Linked DNA regions of Gossypium arboreum: region 2 is linked to region 1. The links are chromatin contacts, called in public Hi-C maps. All regions are on one chromosome and are shown on one strand. The core of a region is the stretch at or near the end of the contact, and the rest is flanking DNA. Distances in the headings are between cores, read along the strand shown.

Region 1 (6,148 bases), core at 2,415-4,914:
TAAGTCCCGAAGGCATTTGAGCGAGTAGCTATATCCGGTTAAATCTCGAAGGTACTTGGTTTGGGAATGAGCGATCTTGCTGTAATAATTTCAATTAATATGCTCGTAAAATCCCAACGATGAGGTATGTTTCGTATATGCATTGGATTAGTTGATTCCTTTTAAATAGTATTCGCTCAGTCGATTAATGAGCTTCCGGCTTTTGGTTAAGTTGATCTCTTATGTATGAGTATAAGGGTTGGTAATGTGAAGTAGGTATGATTTTGAGAATGTGTGTATATGAAATTATCCGTTTAGTCATATGAATGCTATACTTCAATTGTGCCTAATTTCATTGCTCAAAACTTACTAAGCATTAAATGCTTATTCCGTTTCTTTGATTCTCTGTTTTGTAGATTTTGGTTCGTCAGCTATCGGACTCGGGATTGTCAAAGTCGAAGTCGTCCACACTATCAAAGCCCTTTTGGTACTCTTTTAGTTTAACTTTGCTAATGGCATGTATAGGACTGCCCTTTTGTTATTAGTCAAGTACTTTGGTGTTGTATATATTTGAATAGCCATGCGAAAATGGCTTATATATTTTGAGCATAGTGTTATAATCATTTTGTATGTATATGGTTATTGAGAGGTGTGGATATGCTTGGCAATGATTGGCCATTGGAATGGTTAATCATGATCATATTTTGTGCTATATATGCTAAAGGGCTAGTTGAATCATGGAAACTATGAAATAGGTAAAGTCTACCTTAAAGGCAGATGCTGACAGCAGCAGTGATGTAAGTTTGAAAAATCACTAAAAATAATAGGAATGGAATTAAATAGTGAATAAATTATGTAATCTAACCTTGATGAATCTAATTTCATATGGAAGAAACGAAACGATCATATGAGTCGTATTTTAAGAGATATTTAAGTTTTTGTGGAACAGGGCCAGAGTGATTTCTGGATCCCCTGATCTGACTTTGGAAATTCACTATAAATTAACCAGAGATAATTAGAAGTCATGCCATATATGTATAGATTCTGTTTTGAGTCTAGTTTTATTAGAAACAAACGGCATAAGTATTGAATCCCTGTACAGGGAGATATATAAGCCGTAATGCATAAAGGTCAGAGCAGTTGAACCCTGAAACAGGGGAGACTTTAACTAATAAACTGTACTAATTGGCCTGATCAAAAATTCTAGAAAAAAATTTATAGATGGATATATGAGTCTAGTTTCAGGGAAAATTTACGGAATCAGTTTTCGAGCTTCGGAACTCGAGATATGATTTTTAAAGTGACTGTGATGCAGTTAGCCAGCTTGTCTGGAAATAAAAAAAAAATAAACTGTGTAAGTCAATGAAATAAGTCCGTAAATACCTCGTGTTCGACTCCGGCAACGGTCTCGGGTACGGGGTGTTACACTTTGTCTGATCCAAAACTAGAAATCATATTACACGAGTGAATACGAGTCCACATTTTCCAGTTTATTTGTTCTTGTTCTAAGAGCTTGATGGCGATGTCGTGTTAAATACGAGTTTGGGTTTGTTTGATATAAATATGTTTATGTTTTCTAAAGTTGTATGCTTATGTCTAAAATTTTTCAAATATGGCAATTGATCTCAAGTATCAATTACAAGAGTTTTTAAGAAAAATGGAGGGTTTACAAAAACTTAGAGATTATTACCGTGTATTTTATAAGGAAAGTTTAAATCTACTTTGATGACTATATTATGCAAAAACTTGATGTAGTTTGATCTGAGCTTATAAAAGATTTATGATTTTGTGATAGGACATGTTTGGATATTATAAAAGAATTTAACAAATTATTTCAGAAGGTTATGGTGGAGGAGTACCAAGAAAATTTTGAATGAAATTATATATAAGCTACATGTTGAAGAGTTACAATTACTATGTTGAGTAAAAGAGAAAATTATTATAACAGAAAATCATACGAGGTTTAATTTTTAACAAAATTGGAAGAGTCACAAATAGTTTCATTTAAAACTCAAGTTCTTAAATAGAATATTCCTACAAATTAATTTGATGAGATTCAACAAATTATGCATATGTCCTCTGACACTATCAAAAAAATTACAAATTTTAGGATAATTAAAAAGTGAAGAAACCACCTCTATTTATAGTAATACAAACACTCCTCACCTTTGTATTTTTTAAATGCAACACATTATTAATTACATAGTCAGATATATTTTAAAAACCTAAAGGTCAATCTACCCCTCCCAAAAGTTATAACCGCAACCCTTAAACTAGATTCTCAATTAGTGTAGTTAAGACTTGAAACCCAATAAACTTCCACAGTTTTTTAATATATACAATTGAATAACTTAACAATAAAAAAAATTGGAAGAGTTGTTAAATTAGCTTACTAATGCCTTTTGGCCTTATTGATGCCCCTACTACATTTCAATCTTTAATGAAAGTTTTTCTTTTATTTGTATTATTGAGGTGGGAGAAAAAGTCTATTTGAAGATCCAACCTTACAAGCAAACTACACTAGCTTTTAAGAAGCAGCTTAAGCTTTCTTTCAAGTGCTTTTGCCCTTATTCTATAATTACCAAAGTGGGGTCAATAGTTTATAAGCTCAAATTACCAAATAGTGCTAAAATCCATAATGTGTTTTATGTTATCTCCTAAAAAAAAAAAAAAAAAACTCTAGGTTGCTGGTGATGGGCAACCCCTTGTGTACCTAGTTGTCATATTGGACATGAGAATAACTAAAAGGGGAAACAATGTAGGACAATCCAAGACCATAACAATGAACCAAGGAGTTAGGCAAAGGGGATTACTACTCAAATTCACATGCACCAAGAGACAAATTATTGAAGAATGAAGGACGCAACTGGAATGTTGAGCTGGCATAATTCAAAGTAGCTGTATAGGAAATTTGTTAAGCTTAGGTCATAGTTGTTGGTTATTGGTTTATGTAATTTGTAGTTATAGACCTCATTATTTATGCGTGACTATATGTGAAAATAAGCTTTATGAAATGAAATTATTAAAGGAAAAACTCTTACCTTTTTTCTTCTTTCCTTCTCTGGTCTCATATCATCTTCTTTCTTCCATAACACTAACTGGAGTTTATTTTTTCTGCAGCAATACAAAGCTAAAATTCAATTAAAACAATGAGCAATTGATCACTTATATCAACAAAATGAAGTCCTATCCCTATTACAATGAAGGACCATGGAACAATAAAAAATCAAGGTTAAGATAAGTAAGGTTGGAGTGATCTTACCAAGTTCTTGAAGCTTTTAAGGAGAATTTGTTGGTTTAAGAGGGAAAAAAGGGAAAAACATTAATGAAGGTGAAAATTTGAAAGAGAATTTTTTCAACTCAAGCTTTTTTTAGCATGAATTAGTTCTTTTGAAAAACACTACAAAACTAACAATAGCATTTTGGTTTGACTTGAGTTTTTAGAATTTTTAACTGATCACTTTAGAATTAGCATATTAGTATCTTATTAGAAGACTTGCTCTGATTTTTTAATAAGATTCTTAGAATCATCTGTTAATAGTCAAGATGGCCGAGTTGGTCTAAGGCGCTAGTTTCAGGTACTAGTCCGAAAGGGCATGGGTTCGAATCCCATTCTTGACAAAAATAAATTTTTACACTTTTTTATCACATTAACGGGGCTTCCTATTTTTTATCATATTGATGCTTGCTGAATTTATGTGTAGTGTTGGGCCAAACTAAATAGTCAGACTTGGAGCAAGTGTTTGAAGAGCCCGCAACTGCCAATCCTAATCCCAAAGTTCTTCCAACCACAATGAGTGGGATCCTTGTTTCAACCAAACACCCATATGAAACCATGTTAATGTCGGTTGCAATTAGCAGTTAAACCCCCCACAAAACAACAGTAGCCATACCGGAGCTGGAAAGTGAAAAAAGCCTCTTGGTTTTTGCCTTTCAAGGGTCTCTCAACCCAGCAGTAGCCATGGGAGTGAGCTTGGAAGGACAGAAGGTGATAATGGTACCATACATGGAAGCACATGTCCCAAAGTACCACCTCTGGATGCAAGACCCTGCTCTCCTTCAAGCCACCGGATCAGAGCCCCTCTCCCTCCAACAGGAATACGATATGCAGCTCTCCTGGAACCAAGACCCTCTCAGTTCTTCTCTCTCTCTTTTACTTCCTTTTCTGATTGTTTATACCAATTTCTCAATTGGGTTTTCTTCTTCTTTAATTTAATGATTAAGCTTGGTTTTCAACAGAGAAAACTTTCATTGTTTTGGATAAGGAGATGGTCGGGGAAAAGTTTGTTCATGGAAATCCTCATGTGGAAGGTCACCTCATCTACTACCTTTTTCTTAATTGCACAGAATTTAGTGAAACCCTTTGATTTCTTCAGCGTATTGTTTTGGACTGATCTGGAGTTGATGGTAAACGATGATCCAGCCATGGTCGGGGATGTGAATATCTACATGAATGATTTGGATGACCCTCAATTAGCAGAGATTGAAATTATGATAGCTGAACTAAAAAGGTACTTGCTTTGCACTTCTTCACAATCAACAAAATCTATTTCTTAACTGACATCGCTCTCTTTCCTTCATACTTGTGTAATCATTTTGAATCATCAACATGGAATTTCTTGCACTTGATTCCTTTTCTTTCTAAGAATTTGTTGGGTTTGTTGCTTTTCTCTTTTTTTCTTTTCATTCTGATTAATCATTTATGAGCAAGAGTGCTGTGGAAATTGAGTAATGGTTTAATGTAAATAGAACTTTTACACCATCGTATACAACATATGCTGATGAATACCGACTGTAATTGCCTTATTCATAGGTTTGTTGTCATTGTGTGTGTACAGCAACTGTGTCCCTTTATGTTCTTGGTAGACTCCAGCACTCAGTTTTCGTAAGATGTTTGTATTGAATGCTTAGATACTTGATGATTCGATAATACAACTCTTGTGAGGAGAAAAGAATAATGAAATGATGGATGTTGACAATTGGCAAATAATTTACATGCATCTCAGATGAAGAAGTTAACTGGCAATTTGGATTCTCATTTCTTGCTGTTATGTGTCATGGCACATATATGCTTTCCTTACTTGTTCAGATGTACTCTCCTTTAAGTGGCTTGGTCATTCTGATATTTGTGTCTGGCTTGGTTTCGATATTTCAAGTTGAGTGTTATTCTAGTCGCATTTTTTAGGATAAAGTTGACGACCTTGTTTTTGCTGTGATAAAATCTACTAGGAAAACAAAACAATGTATCAAAACTGTAAAGTTGATCTAGATTCCCTTTTAATCTTCTCTTATTTTTCATGCTAGAATAGCCGTGGTAAGGGCCTTGGGAAAGAGTCTGTCCTGATGATGATGGCCTATGCAGTTAAAAACTTCAGAATCCATGTCTTCCGTGCTAAAATTGGAGCATCAAATGAGTCATCTCTTAGTTTGTTTCGGAAATTGGTCTCTGTTTTGCTCTCTCCCCTTACACACTCATACTTGCATTCATGTTCTTAAAAAGCTTATTTTTCTTGTTCCTACTTTCGACACATTCATGCTAAGGCATTTGAAGGATTAATGTCCAGGCTTTTGCATGGAGGTTAAGAGATACAATACAGTAGATGCATGAATGCTTACTTGTCTTATTCTTGTTCTTGACATGCCATTACGGTTGTAGGGCTTCAAGGAGACTTCTTATAGCGAAATCTTCAAGGAGGTGAGATTTTCCTTATGCCATCAAAAGTGTTCAGGGCACACCCGTCCCTGGTTTCTTACGACATAGTAGTTGCTGAGTCTGATAGTGGGTGGTCTCTTAAGTTCCCTTATTTTGTTTTGTTTTGTTTTGTTTTGTTTCATTCATGCATGACCGGTAGGTAACATTGGAATTGGCGGTGACGGAGCAAAAGCAAGAGGAGCTTCTGCAGTTGTTGGGCAGTGTGGTTACACATGCATAGCCTCCGGGAGGCCGTAATTTATTTTCCCCTAAAACTTATTAACTGTCATCATACATGTATCTGTGAGTTGTAGAAACTAGAATTGTAGATGATTCCCTGTTTTGGGAAAAGGGTTTTGATGTTTATAATGATGATCAATGCTGGAAACTTACATTTGCAATAATGATAAACAATGATGAATGGCTTTAGCATTAACTGATTAATGACAATCCACGAGGATTTTGCCACTCTTTAGT
Region 2 (6,867 bases), core at 2,368-4,867, 240 kb after region 1:
GGTTATGGACTTGCAATTCCTTTTACCATTGATCTCCTAGTTCAACAAAATGCTAATATATAAAGTAAAATCACAAAATTACGTTGAATTTCCATGAGTCGGTGTTGTGTTGACAAATTGTAGTTTATTGGTAGATTTGCTTACAACCGTGTGTCACCCATTTCCCAATATGCACTTTGAAGCTGATCCACATGTGAACACAAGAGAATATATATATATATATACGACTTTCTCCCCCGCTTCCTCACAGCTTTAGAATTAGTCAACAAATACGAGCTCTTTTAGAGACGTACTTCCCTCCCTCATATCATCCCATTTCCTCGATCATTCCCTCGCAGCTTTTATGTGAAATATATAATTCTATATATATTATATATAAATCCATGTTGTTGGCTTAAGACACCAACTTGTCTTGGGACACAAATTTGAATTTCTGGGACATCCAATCGTCGCCAAACATGGAGAAAACCAGGAAACTTGTCCTATTTTCATGCCTGCTGCTGCTGGTTTCTTTCTTAGCTTCATCGTCTGCCCAAACCTGTCTTAACCATAGCTTTTCCAACAGGCAATACGCCAACTGCAGCGACCTTCCAGCCTTGAACTGTTTCCTCCACTGGACATATGATGAAGCAGCTGGTACCGTTGAGGTTGCCTTTAGACACACCGGAACCACCTCATCCAGGTGGTCGGCGTGGGGCATCAACCCAAGCGGACCAACCATGTTGAACACCCAGGCTCTGGTCGCCTATGTCAACTCCAGTGGCATCCCTCATGCTTTCACCACATCCATCGACAGCATGAACCCTTCCATGCAACAGAGTGCTTTGAGCTTTCAAGTTCCAAGCCTTTCAGCCGAGTTTGAGAACAACGAAATGAGGATATTCGCTGTCATGAGAATCTCGGAAAGTTTGTTGGCTACCAACCAGGTTTGGCAAGAAGGTCCAGTCAGTAACGACCAACTAATGATGCATCCTACTTCTGGAGACAACATGCGATCTGCCGCAAGTGTCAATTTCCTTACGGGACAATCTGGGGGGACCTCATCTGGCAGTTCAAGAACTCGAAGAAGAAATGTAATTCACTCCAATACAAGTGTTTGTGTCTTAGGCAATGTTTTCTTGTTTTTCTAAAGGTGTTTAAAATGGCCAGGTTCATGGAGTTCTTAACACAGTCAGCTGGGGAATCTTGATGCCATTCGGAGCCATAACGGCTAGGTACATGAAGGTGTTCAAATCAGCAGACCCGGCATGGTTTTATCTCCATGTTGCTTGCCAAACATCGGCCTATGCTGTAGGCGTAGCAGGATGGGCAACTGGTATTAGGCTGGGCAGTGATTCAGCTGGTGTCACACACAATCCTCATAGGAACATTGGCATCACCCTCTTCTGCCTTGGCACTCTTCAGGTAACTTTTGCTTCTAGGGTCTTCATGTTTCTGAAATATTACAAACAAATGTTTATGGTTGAAATATGTGGGGCATGCAGGTGTTTGCTTTGCTTCTGAGGCCAAACAAGGATCACAAATACAGATTGTATTGGAACATCTACCACCATTCCGTGGGTTACGCAGTCATCATCCTCAGTATCATCAACATCTTCGATGGCTTCGACATCCTTAAACCCGATGACCATTGGGAGAGAATTTACATTGGAATTCTCATATTTTTGGGTGTTGTTGCCACTTTGTTGGAAGCATTCACTTGGTACATTGTTCTGAGGAGGAAGAACAGAGGGTCTGAGACTGATAAGCGCTCTCACAGCATAAATGGAGCCAATGGAGTGAATGGATTTGGTGCCAGGGGACAGGACGTGTAACAATTTTGTACATCTTACATATATTGTAATATATGTAAGTATATTTTGTCAGTCTATTACACCATGTTGTTGTTGGGGTTTTTTTTTTTTTTGGTACTTCCATGTATTTTTATTTAATTTAATTTATTTTGTACGTATCCATGGATTCCAATGTTTCTTTCCATCCATCAATAGCTGTGGTTCCTTTGATTACATGTTGGGCCGCGAAAACTAAACAACAAAAGAGCAAAGTCTATCACAATATTATTACATGACAAAAACGAAAAAAAAAATACACATACATATTCTATCACTAAAATTTAAAAATAATTAAATTACGAGTAACACGAGGATTAATGGAGATAATAATTTGTACATATTAAAATAAAATGTATAATATATATTGAAATAAAGTTTAAGTGGTAATTTAAATTGTTACTAATTCAATTGACATAGATTCAAATACCATCATATTCATATTTTAATTGAATTTTATTAAAATGAAAAGACTAAAATACCTTCAAATAACAAAACTTACTAGAAATTCTATCACATGCGTGTAAATATTTATAATATAGATATGCATTTAAAAATAATATACAATAAAAAATTAGATTAAATTTAAGTAAAATAGAATTTAAACAAATAAAACATCATCATACTAAGAATACTAAATGAATACATCAATTCTAAGTTGGTGTCGAGTTAATTTGTGACACCAACTCAATGTAATTGAGTTGTAAATTTAAAGTTTTATCAATGCAATTGGCCTGAGTTCAATCTCTTCATCGCATATTATTATTATCATTATTTTAAAATAAAAGATTAAAGTACCATTGAAGAATATTTACTTATTTTAAATATGAAAAGACATATATGTAATCTTCATAATCGAGTTGGTACTTGGTTGACTCGTAATCCCAACTCAATCAACGACTTAAATAATAATATAGATATATAATTGATGAAAGTAATAAAGTATGCATAATAAAATTAAAATATATAAAAAAGTTAAAGTCAAGCCTTAGCTGAGTAGTAAATTTAAGGCTTTACTAATGCAATCAGTGTGGGTTCATACACCACAATATGCATATTATTATTATTATTATTATTATTATTATTATTATAATAAAAAGATAAAAGTACTCGAAATGATATAACTTATTTTAAATATGAAATGGTATTTTGGTAATTTTTCTAACGAGTTAGTGCTCTGTTGACTTATGACACCAATTTAATCAATGACTTAAATAATAGTTTGCATAATACAATTAAAATATAAATATCATATTAAGATAAAGTTCTAGTTTTGTGTTAAAAGGTTATATTTTACCATGTCAATAGCATGAGTTTAAATCCAATTACACGTAATTTATTTATTTTTTAAATAAAAAATTAAGATACTTTTGAATAATGTATTCTATTTTAATCTTAGAAATATATTTTTGTAATTTTATAATTAAATTGGTGTTCAACTGATTCATGATACCAACTTAATTAATAAATTAAATAATAATATATATTAATATTTAAAATTTATATTATATAAAATAATTTAAATGCAATATATTATAATAAATACACGAAGAGAAATTAGTCACTATATTTTTATTTCAAAATTTTATACTAATAAAAAAATAAAAAATTAAAAAATTAAAAATTAGACTTAAATTTTAAAAACTAGAACATAAAACATTAAAATCCTGAAATAAAAATAGAGGGCTAATGCTGTAATATGAGAAAAATACAGGGACTAAGAGCATATTTTAACTGAAATAGAAATAGACAATTACTTTACAAACTGGGTTTTAGTGAAAACAGATATGGGGGACTTGTTGAAACACTGAATTTAAGCCCAAAGTAGTGAAGTTCAGTGGTTGAAGGCCTAGATTTGAAACTTAAAATTACAAAATTTTATTGAACGAGCAAATTTGTTATCCACCAAGACGCTGAAAAACCTCATCCACAAACGAGAACCAGAAACTTGAAATTCAGTTGATATTTTTTTAGCCATAGCCATAGCCATAGCCAATAGCACAAGGGGCTGATGTTCATGGTCCGCACTTCACACAATGGCTACTTTCCATTTTCTTCAAATTTCCGCTCGTTTCCTTTCTAAACGCACTTCTCTTCCTCTCCCTCTCCCTCTCCCTCTCCCCAATCCATCCCTTTCCCTTCATTTCCCCCTTAAACGCCTGGTTTCCTTCCCCAAACGCCCGGAACTCAAACGCTTACATGAGGCAGCAGTGGCCACTGGCTCAGCTCAACCAGCAGTTGACCTCCAAAACGTTCCCGTACAGGATACCCAGAAGCAAGAACAATCTGGCAAACTTGTTCTTCCAACTAACGACTCATCCGATGAGCTCCTTAGAATTAGACACACGGTAATCATTGCGTTATCAATTTCCTTTTCTGGGTTTTTTTTATTATTCCATAACGACCTTTTTAAAAAAAAATTTATTATATGCATGGGATTTCAGTGTGCACATGTAATGGCAATGGCAGTTCAAAAACTATACCCAGACGCGAAAGTGACAATTGGACCCTGGATAGACAATGGGTTTTACTATGATTTTGATATGGAGCCTTTGACTGATAATGATCTCAAGAGGATTAAAAAGGAAATGGTAAGTAGATTATTTGATTAAAAGAAGGGGGAAAGTTTTGTGAGAGCTTTGGGGAAATTGTTTTCATTTGGGCTATGGTTTTCAGGGGGTCAGAGAAATTCATTTGTTACCTCCAAATCTGTAGGATCGGATCATTAAACGAAATTTACCGCTTGTAAGAGAAGAAGTTTCAAGAGATGAAGCTCAGAAAAGGATAATGGCTGTAAATGAACCTTACAAGATGGAGATTTTGGATAGTATTAAGGAGGATCCTATCACTATCTATCATATTGGTAAGCCACATTTTTCCTTTTCCAAGTTTCCTGTAGAATTGGTGCTTTAGTTTCTCGTGTAAATGACCCTTTATTGAGTTATCATGAGAAACACTTTCTATGTAACAGTAATGTATTTATTCTAGGTTAGTCCTCTGAGATTTCCCATGTATTTTCTATGGTTCTGGTTCTGCTAGGGATATCAAATGTATACCGGCTTCTCTTCCATTCCTGTCTCCTAACTTGCCTTAATCCATGTTTGGTGGCCTTGGCATATGCTAAGCATCTATGTCTACTGTTTATGAACATAACCGGTGTAACTTGGTTAATCTTTATCAATGAAATAAGTAACACTTTCATGTGTCTGTGTGTGTTCATATCATTTTGTTGACTAATACTGATTCCAGGGAATGAATGGTGGGATCTTTGTGCCGGGCCACATGTCGAAACTACGGGAAAGATAAACAACAAAGCTTTTCAGCTCGAGTCCGTTGCTGGTGCTTATTGGAGAGGAGATGAAAAGAAACCTATGCTACAGAGGATATATGGAACTGCATGGGAAAATGAAGAACAACTGAAAGCTTACCTTCACTTCAAAGAGGAAGCTAAACGCCGGGATCACAGACGTATTGGCCAAGATCTCGATTTGTTTTCTATACAGGAGGAGGCTGGGGGAGGTTTAGTCTTCTGGCATCCGAAGGGTGCCATTGTTAGGCATATTATAGAAGATTCATGGAGGAAAACACACATAGAACATGGTTACGACTTGCTATTTACTCCACATGTGGCAAGGGCTGATCTTTGGAAAATCAGTGGTCATCTAGACTTCTATAAAGAAAGTATGTATGATCAGATGGAGATCGAGGATGAACTTTATCAACTTCGACCAATGAATTGCCCTTACCACATATTAGTATACAAAAGGAAGCTTCATTCTTATCGAGACTTTCCGATCAGAGTTGCAGAGCTTGGGACTGTCTATAGATACGAGTTGTCTGGTAGCTTACATGGCCTGTTCCGTGTAAGAGGTTTTACCCAGGTAATAATTATGTCTTTGCTTAGTCAGCTTAGATGAACATGTTAAATATACCTTTACTTATTTTCTGTTAGTGCTTTGATGCTCAAATTGCAACTCATTTGCAGGATGATGCTCACATTTTCTGTTTGGAAGATCAAATCAAGGATGAAATCAGAGGGGTCTTAGATCTTACCGAGGAGATACTATTGCAGTTTGGTTTCAGCAAGTACGAGGTAAACCTCTCAACTAGGCCAGAAAAGGCTGTGGGCGATGATGATATCTGGGAAAAGGCAACGGTAGCACTTAAAGATGCTTTGGATGATAAAGGCTGGAGCTATCAGATTGATGAAGGTGGTGGTGCCTTCTATGGTCCGAAAATTGATCTTAAGATAGAGGATGCTCTTGGAAGGAAATGGCAGTGCTCAACCATCCAGGCAAGTTTTGACTTATCCCCAAATTTCTGCCTTTCTTACCTTACTCTTTCCATCCTCTCATGCATTATCTGTAATTCGGCTTCTTACTTGACAGGTTGATTTTAACTTGCCAAACCGATTCGACATTACTTATGTTGACTCAAACTCAGAAAAGAGGCGTCCAATCATGATCCATAGGGCTGTGCTTGGATCCTTGGAGCGATTTTTTGGAGTCCTTATAGAGCATTATGCTGGGGACTTTCCTTTGTGGCTGGCTCCAATACAAGCTCAGGTTTTACCGGTTACTGATACACAGGTATATTTGGCTTCAGGTTTCATCAACTCTTTAACAGAGTGTACTTTGTATTTGATTGACTGTATTTCCTTGTACTGTCTCTTAAAAAAACAAACTGCTTTGTCTTTTTGGCAGCTTGGATTCTGTAATGAGGTGGTTGGCAAACTCAAATCCAACGGCATCCGTGCTGAAGTTTGCCATGGTGAACGCTTGCCGAAGCTTATCAGAAATGCTGAGAAGCAGAAAATTCCCCTAATGGCAGTCGTGGGTCCAAAGGAAGTTGAAACGCATAGTGTGACAGTTAGATCTAGATTTGGTGGAGAGTTGGGTACCATGAAGATTGATGAATTCATCAGTAGCATCCAGCAAGCCATTAAAAACAGAACATTGTAAAATTCTTAAAGCAGGTAGGTAATTCAAGCTTTATTTATTGCATAAGTATGCAAAAAGGTGGAACAACATATTTTGAA

The links. Hi-C and Micro-C count contacts between places; a contact is called where the count stands out from the background.
Region 2: a contact with region 1 is called in a Hi-C map of leaf, with 3 times the contacts expected there. The contact joins the promoter of LOC108482888 here to the promoter of LOC108468064 in region 1. A contact is called at or near these places in 2 of 5 Hi-C or Micro-C datasets (both in leaf).

Annotation. Positions count from the first base shown.
Region 1 is chr7:25,704,108-25,710,255 of ASM2569848v2, forward strand. It overlaps LOC108468064, which reads left to right and starts at 3,665. Exons shown (of 6, transcript XM_017768923.2): 1 at 3,665-4,115; 2 at 4,219-4,290; 3 at 4,403-4,490; 4 at 5,289-5,421; 5 at 5,636-5,674; 6 at 5,832-6,107. The coding sequence starts at 3,941. The coding sequence ends at 5,912. TRNAL-CAG (transfer RNA leucine (anticodon CAG)) reads left to right here and starts at 3,520; the gene lies at 3,520-3,600.
Region 2 is chr7:25,946,461-25,953,327 of ASM2569848v2, forward strand. It overlaps LOC108482888 (threonine--tRNA ligase, chloroplastic/mitochondrial 2), which reads left to right and starts at 3,618. Exons shown (of 7, transcript XM_017786014.2): 1 at 3,618-4,177; 2 at 4,274-4,420; 3 at 4,545-4,692; 4 at 5,079-5,710; 5 at 5,815-6,123; 6 at 6,218-6,418; 7 at 6,533-6,867. The coding sequence starts at 3,866. The coding sequence ends at 6,790. It overlaps LOC108484063 (cytochrome b561 and DOMON domain-containing protein At5g35735-like), which reads left to right and starts at 245. Exons shown (of 3, transcript XM_017787695.2): 1 at 245-1,073; 2 at 1,150-1,404; 3 at 1,485-1,951. The coding sequence starts at 459. The coding sequence ends at 1,814.